2 separate regions of the Zea mays genome follow, and region 1 is linked to region 2. The links are chromatin contacts, called in public Hi-C maps. All regions are on one chromosome and are shown on one strand. The core of a region is the stretch at or near the end of the contact, and the rest is flanking DNA. Distances in the headings are between cores, read along the strand shown. Region 1 overlaps LOC100037794. Region 2 holds the start of LOC541878 (diphosphonucleotide phosphatase 2).

The links. A called contact is a pair of places that touch in the nucleus more often than the background predicts.
Region 1: a contact with region 2 is called in a Hi-C map of ear, with 1.9 times the contacts expected there. The contact joins the enhancer-like site here to the promoter of LOC541878 in region 2. A contact is called at or near these places in 2 of 25 Hi-C or Micro-C datasets (ear and tassel).

Annotation. Positions count from the first base shown.
Region 1 is chr3:205,521,135-205,524,070 of Zm-B73-REFERENCE-NAM-5.0, forward strand. LOC100037794 reads right to left here. Exons shown (of 14, transcript NM_001374296.1): 11 at 2,791-2,936; 12 at 2,550-2,678; 13 at 2,303-2,381; 14 at 1,388-1,871. The coding sequence ends at 1,762. Among protein-coding and RNA genes, the nearest start is that of LOC118476743, 9.8 kb to the right of the region's middle. Within about 2 kb of position 1,482, at least 5 of the 20 cell types and tissues checked have an H3K27ac peak or open chromatin away from gene starts, as enhancers often do. A contact at or near this core is called in ear, where this site is marked.
Region 2 is chr3:205,302,698-205,305,688 of Zm-B73-REFERENCE-NAM-5.0, forward strand. LOC541878 (diphosphonucleotide phosphatase 2) reads right to left here and starts at 1,622. Exons shown (of 15, transcript NM_001358408.1): 1 at 1,158-1,622; 2 at 1,032-1,067; 3 at 347-658; 4 at 234-269. The coding sequence starts at 1,484.

The DNA.
Region 1 (2,936 bases), core at 232-2,731, 220 kb after region 2:
TACTTATGTTTGTGGTAGTACTTATGTTTGTGAAAAACTTATGAGATTTATGGTCTTTGTGAGATATGTGGTCTCTATGATGTATGTGATGATCTCTGAACATTTATGATGTATATGTGATGATTATGTGATATATCTTTTGTTTGGATGGAATAACAAAAACTAATAAAAATGGGTTTCTGGTCACTTTACCGAGTGTTACACTCGGCAAAGTGTGTCTTTGCCAAGTGCAATGATCATAGCACTCAGCAAAGAGAGCACACCTGAAAACCGATAAAGCCTCTTTACCGAGTGATATGGTCATGTCACTCAACAAAGAAGCTCGCTTTGTCGAGTGCCAGCCAGCGCACTCGACGCTGGCAAAGGGGCTCACTGGTGCTCACTTTGGCGAGGGCCAAACAGGCAGACACTCTGCAAAGAAGCTCATTTTGTCGAGTGCCAGCTTGTGACTCTCAACATAGAGGCTGCCATGGGGCCCATTGGAGCTTCATTTGCCGAGTGTCGTGCCAACAGATACTCGGCAAAGGCTCTATCACCGTCACTTGTCGTTGTCACGGCGACTTTTCTTTACCGAGTACTAGGTGGTAGGTAAAGATTTTGCCCAGTGCCCGACATAATGCAATCGGCAAAGAGGCTATTGCCGATGTATAATTCATCGAGCTCTCTTTGCCAAGAGTCACACTCGACAAAAGAGTTGCTAAGTGTTTTCTTAGTTTTGCAGTTTGTAGTGGTACTTAACAACGATAAGAATAATCCCTAGCAGAACTTTATTTAAATGTATTCAAGTGGGATTTTTTAAAGCGTTATGGTAAAAAAAAAACCAAAATGGTGCAATTGAAATTCAATTTAAATACTTAGTCTGGCAACAGGATATTTTTATTTTTTCATAAAAAATCATCTAGCGCTGATGTAATTAAATTTGGTTTATCTTTTAGCTGTACGTATGATCTAAAATTTAGCCATTAAATTTTAGCTTTTGAAGCTCTAAACAGTTGTCTAAAATATTACTACATTCGTTTTTTTTATTTGTCACGTTTTAGTTCAAAAATGAACTAGTAACAATAAATATCATTCGAGAATGGAGGCACTATTTAAAATTTAGCCCATACAAGTATATTAAAATATTCTAAACATTTGCTTTATTTAATGAAATGACAATTTTATTCTACTTCATCTCCTCCTCGTAGGCTCGTAGCACCGCAGGGTCAAATAAATCGAGGGACCCATAAGTGTGCTAAAATGCTATTCTCCCTTTCACCTCTTTTTTGTTATGCCTTTTCTGTATGCGGTACAAATGAGAAAAAATGCTTCTGTCCTTGCCGCATTGGCCAGCAGCAGAAAGTGCAGGGCATCAGCTGCATGAAAATATACAATTAAATAGCCTTGTGTGTTGTGACTAGTGGTATCCCTCCTGTCCTATACGAATAGCATGCTACCGACAATCCCAACTACTCTTTATCTTCATGTGTGCTCTGTACATTGGTGACCACCTGGGAGGAATCTCTTCACAGTTGAGGGGTCCAATCTGCAGATGGACGTTTGGACATCACATGTATATGTACACAAAAATCCCACTTCTTGGTGGTCTGGTTCATTTAGGAGCAGTTAACAAAGAGTGCAGGCCGTCAGCTGTTAAGCATTTGATGGTAGCTTCTCCACTTTGCTCTCATGTTCGTCCAGAACTCCAGATGAACATACCAAGACAAAAATGCTGTACACACACATAATATATCATTTCTGCGCACCAAGTATTACTGGAATTCAGAAATGTTCCTTGTGGAACTCAAATTTCGTTGTGCTTTTCCCATTGAATTCATGGCACAGTTTGTTTAGTTCTTGTGCAAGAACTGGAGCTCCACAGTAGAATACACCTGCGTGCAACCAGATCATTTTAAAAAAAATAAAAGAAAAAACTATAGGTGGTACATAAATTATTTTCTTTTCTGGAACACACAGGATAACTGTGCCTAATATTGTCATTAATCAATATAGAAATAACTTGATTATAATGCACCCCACACACCGTTGTAAAGTTTGTTCATGGAAACGGAATTCTATACAAACTGAGCTGGTTATTCTCACTGTTTCGCTCAATCATGCAGACCAGAGCTTAATAGCCCGTCCTTTTGTCTATAAATTATTAATGCATCTGCATCTTTATGTAGTAGTGTGTTTTATGAAAGAATAACAACGACGAAGTTTTGATAAAGGACACACAAGCCATTCACAAATATGTGCATGACTCTATAAAAAAACCGAGAAGCTTAACCAGAATATCAGACAATGTAGTATGTAGACTAACCTATCTTAGCAAATGGATGCTTCGAGGCAATTTTAGATAGGACTTTTTTCCAATTTGGTCTTGCAAAGTGTGTCCGGACCTGCATAATCAGCATACGGATGATGATGGGGGTATTAGCTTATACCTTAAAAGGTGATTGTACAGTGTTTTAGTCATTTATGCTAAATAGATGACAGGTACAAAACTCAGCATTCCAACGTAGCTGACTTAACGGAGTGGAGCTGTTAATTGCTCTATCAACACTTACTTTAGTTCCAGAGACAATGTCAACGCCATTCTTTGCATGGTTCAAAGCTTGAAGCATGGTGATGAGCGCTGACCGAGCATCTCCTTCCTCATAAACACTCGTAAGGTAGTTGTGCATCTCAATAATATTCTAGAATGGAGCAAAGGCAACTGTAAGTAAAACCCACTTAAGGGAACATATGAATTCTGACAATTAGAAAATGTAACTCAAACAAAACAAGTGGTCAATTGGTACTATGCACCCTTTGGTCCAGTTCAGCAATTTCATTCATGACTCCCTTGAACCAATCAAAAGAACCTTGCTCACGTGTAACCCAATAGAAGTAAGCGTTTGTGGTCCTTAGAACCCTCTTTGGTCTTGATGTGACCGTCATAAGTGTGCTGAGAT
Region 2 (2,991 bases), core at 372-2,871:
ATCTAACTAAGAAATCAAACTAGAGTGAACTGTAAAGTAAACACATCGTTTTACAGCTCCAAGGTTTAGGATTGAGGAAAGAATCCTTCATATTCCTTTTGTGTACTAAAACAAAAGGCCACAATTTTCCATATTTACAAAAACTAAAAACTAGTGAGCACACCTGCACCACATACTTCATAATAAGAGTGACATGTGATTTAAAGCTAGTTGTATAAGTGACAGACTGTTACCTCCACCAATTTGTGCAACTTGTCACGGTCATGATCCTGCATGCAACTCAAATCTACAAAGTATCCATAAGGAAAACAAATCACAAAAGCTTTGCGAAATAAAAGGCACATACCTCAATTGAATCAAACCCCTTCAGATTTGACATTGGAAATAATGGGTATGATGATGTAGGGAAGCACACAACATGGTACCACTTAGTATTTTCGTAGCCACGGGGATCAGGAAAAGAGGCACCAAGGCGGAGGGCACCTTTGGCAATATTCTCACTGCAGCCCTTGCAGGTAGAGCGACCAGACTTCGCATACTCAACAGAGACTGTTACATTATCTGGCACCCCCTCCGCAGGGGAAAACATCTGAATCCTTGCTTTCTTTGGACGTTGTTCCTCCGGAGGGCTGACTGCAGTATTGTCTCTTTTATGATTCTGAAAATGAGTTGTTCTCATTATCATGGAAGTCAGTAAAGATTTTGCCCCAAAAAGGTTGAATTACTTGGTTTTGCTAAATATGGGATCAAGACAAAAAAAACATTGATCATCCAAGTGCTGCTGTTCAAACAAGAGAATCAGTATGGTCCATTCTATTTGATTTATGCACAAGCATATCTGACTATAAGCACATCATTCTACAAGCAGGGGTGCCATAGAGTGGGAAAATATTAGGAATGAATTCTGCACATGGTGTTTCTTTACTCTGCATTATTAACCACAAATTTTATCAAAGTATCCTACATTACCCAAATCTGTAGCAAAAAACTATGTGGCTGAACAACCATTGCAACGAGTAAAGGGCGCATACCTTCTCTAGTTCTCGCAATTCCGCACGATCATGGTCCTGCAAATCCCAAAGCCCCACGTATTAATCCCCAAAACAACACAGAATGAGATAGCGAACGGCACCAAACTAACCACCCAATGAGAGAACCTTAATGGAGTCGAACCCCTTGATACTCCCGATGGGGCCGAGCGGGTACGACGAGGAGGGTAAGCAGGAGACGTGGTACCACTTGGTGGCGCCGAAGCCACGGGGGTCGCGCGCAGAGGCGCCGAGGCGGAGCGCCCCGGAGGCGATGACCCCGCTGCACCCCTTGCAGATTGAGCGCCCGGACTTGGCATACTCGACGGATATGGTAGCCGCCGCCGGCGGCGTGGTCGACATGGCGAGACGGGTGAAGCGAGCAGCGGAGACCGGAAGAAGGCGGAGGCGGATGGGGTTTCGCGCAATGCGGAGGGAGAAGGGGACGACGACCATACGAGGTGGGGAGCAAGGGGTTTAGGGTGGGGCCATGCCTAGGGTTTTGTGCGGTGGATGCGGGCGGCCGGCTGGGCGGTGCGGGGATCGAGGTGTGGTGGACTGGTGGTGGCCGGTGGGAGCGGAGCGATCGATTTCGTCAATCCGGCGGGAAGAAAGATGAGAATTTTGCAACATGTCACTCCCTTCGACGGGCTTCAGACTATTGGCACGATGATCATCGCAATTGAATATATGGCATTATAATCTTGCCCGTTTTAAAGATTTAGCATCGCGCTGGATTAATGATCATTACCGTTTCTCGTGTGCCCGTCGTGCCCTCGCTCCGTTACTTCCCTAGTCGTCGTCTCCTTCTAGCGTATTTCATTCTCTCTTCCTTCTTTCTCTGGTCGTCGTCTTCCTCCATCGACTCTGTTCGCCGTCTCCGCGCACTGTGGTGCCTGTCTGTCCTGCCATTCACCGGATCTCGCCCTTCCCTGCTGATTTAGTTCCGCGCAGGGCCATTCCCGGATCCTGCGCCCTTCCCTGCTGATTTACTTCCCTGGCTGCTTGCCCTGCCCTTCATCGGATCCTGCGTCGAGGGACATTCCCGTGTCGTGCGGTTCCCGCACCACCGACTCTGGTAAGCTCCTGTATCTTCTTCCACACTAAACTGACTATAGCCGAGCACCCATTTAGCTTATTGTTTGTGCAGTTTACTATGAATAATACTACGAACGATGAGTCAGTTCCCCCATGGACGAAACGACTGCATGCATTGTCAAAGAACAAGAGTGAGCATTGACTTGTATTGGCACACAACCTACAATGGTTAGTGGTTCGAAATTATTGTATGCAATTTAGTAGTTATATATGATATTACAACTATTTTGGTGAATAGGGGAGTGGCCATGGAATGCATGATATCGATTGGGATTCAATAATGGTAGAAGAAACGACCAACGAAGAAGGAAGAAATGATGTTACTAGTGAACAAGGACTATATTTTCAACTTAGACTAGATAATCAAGATGATGGAAGGGAAGATGATTCAAGTGCTTCCCGTTTTGGAAATAGCATTCCATGTGAAGATGAATTGGGAGCAGGCATTCCATGTTCTGATTTAGTGCTTAATGAGACTAGGACCATATATGATATGAACAATCCAGTAATGGAGCCTGGCAGCTTGTATGCAACAATGCACCACTTCAGACTCGCAATTAGACAATACGCCATAAATAAAAAATTTGAGCTTGGAATTGAGGCAACTAATAAGACTAGATTTAGAGGGTATTGTAAAGGGTCTAATTGCCCCTGGAGAATTCATGCTAGACCGGAGATGAAAGGGGCTCCAACAATTCAAGTAAGCCGAGAATATAGTTGTTTTACTTAATATGTACCTTTCTATTCGTGGTTAAATTCTATTTAACACTTTGACTAATTTTTCAGGTGATTGTCTTGAATTACAAACATACTTGTACTTCGAGTGGTAGACGTAAGACGACTACACCTACATGAGCTTGGGTTG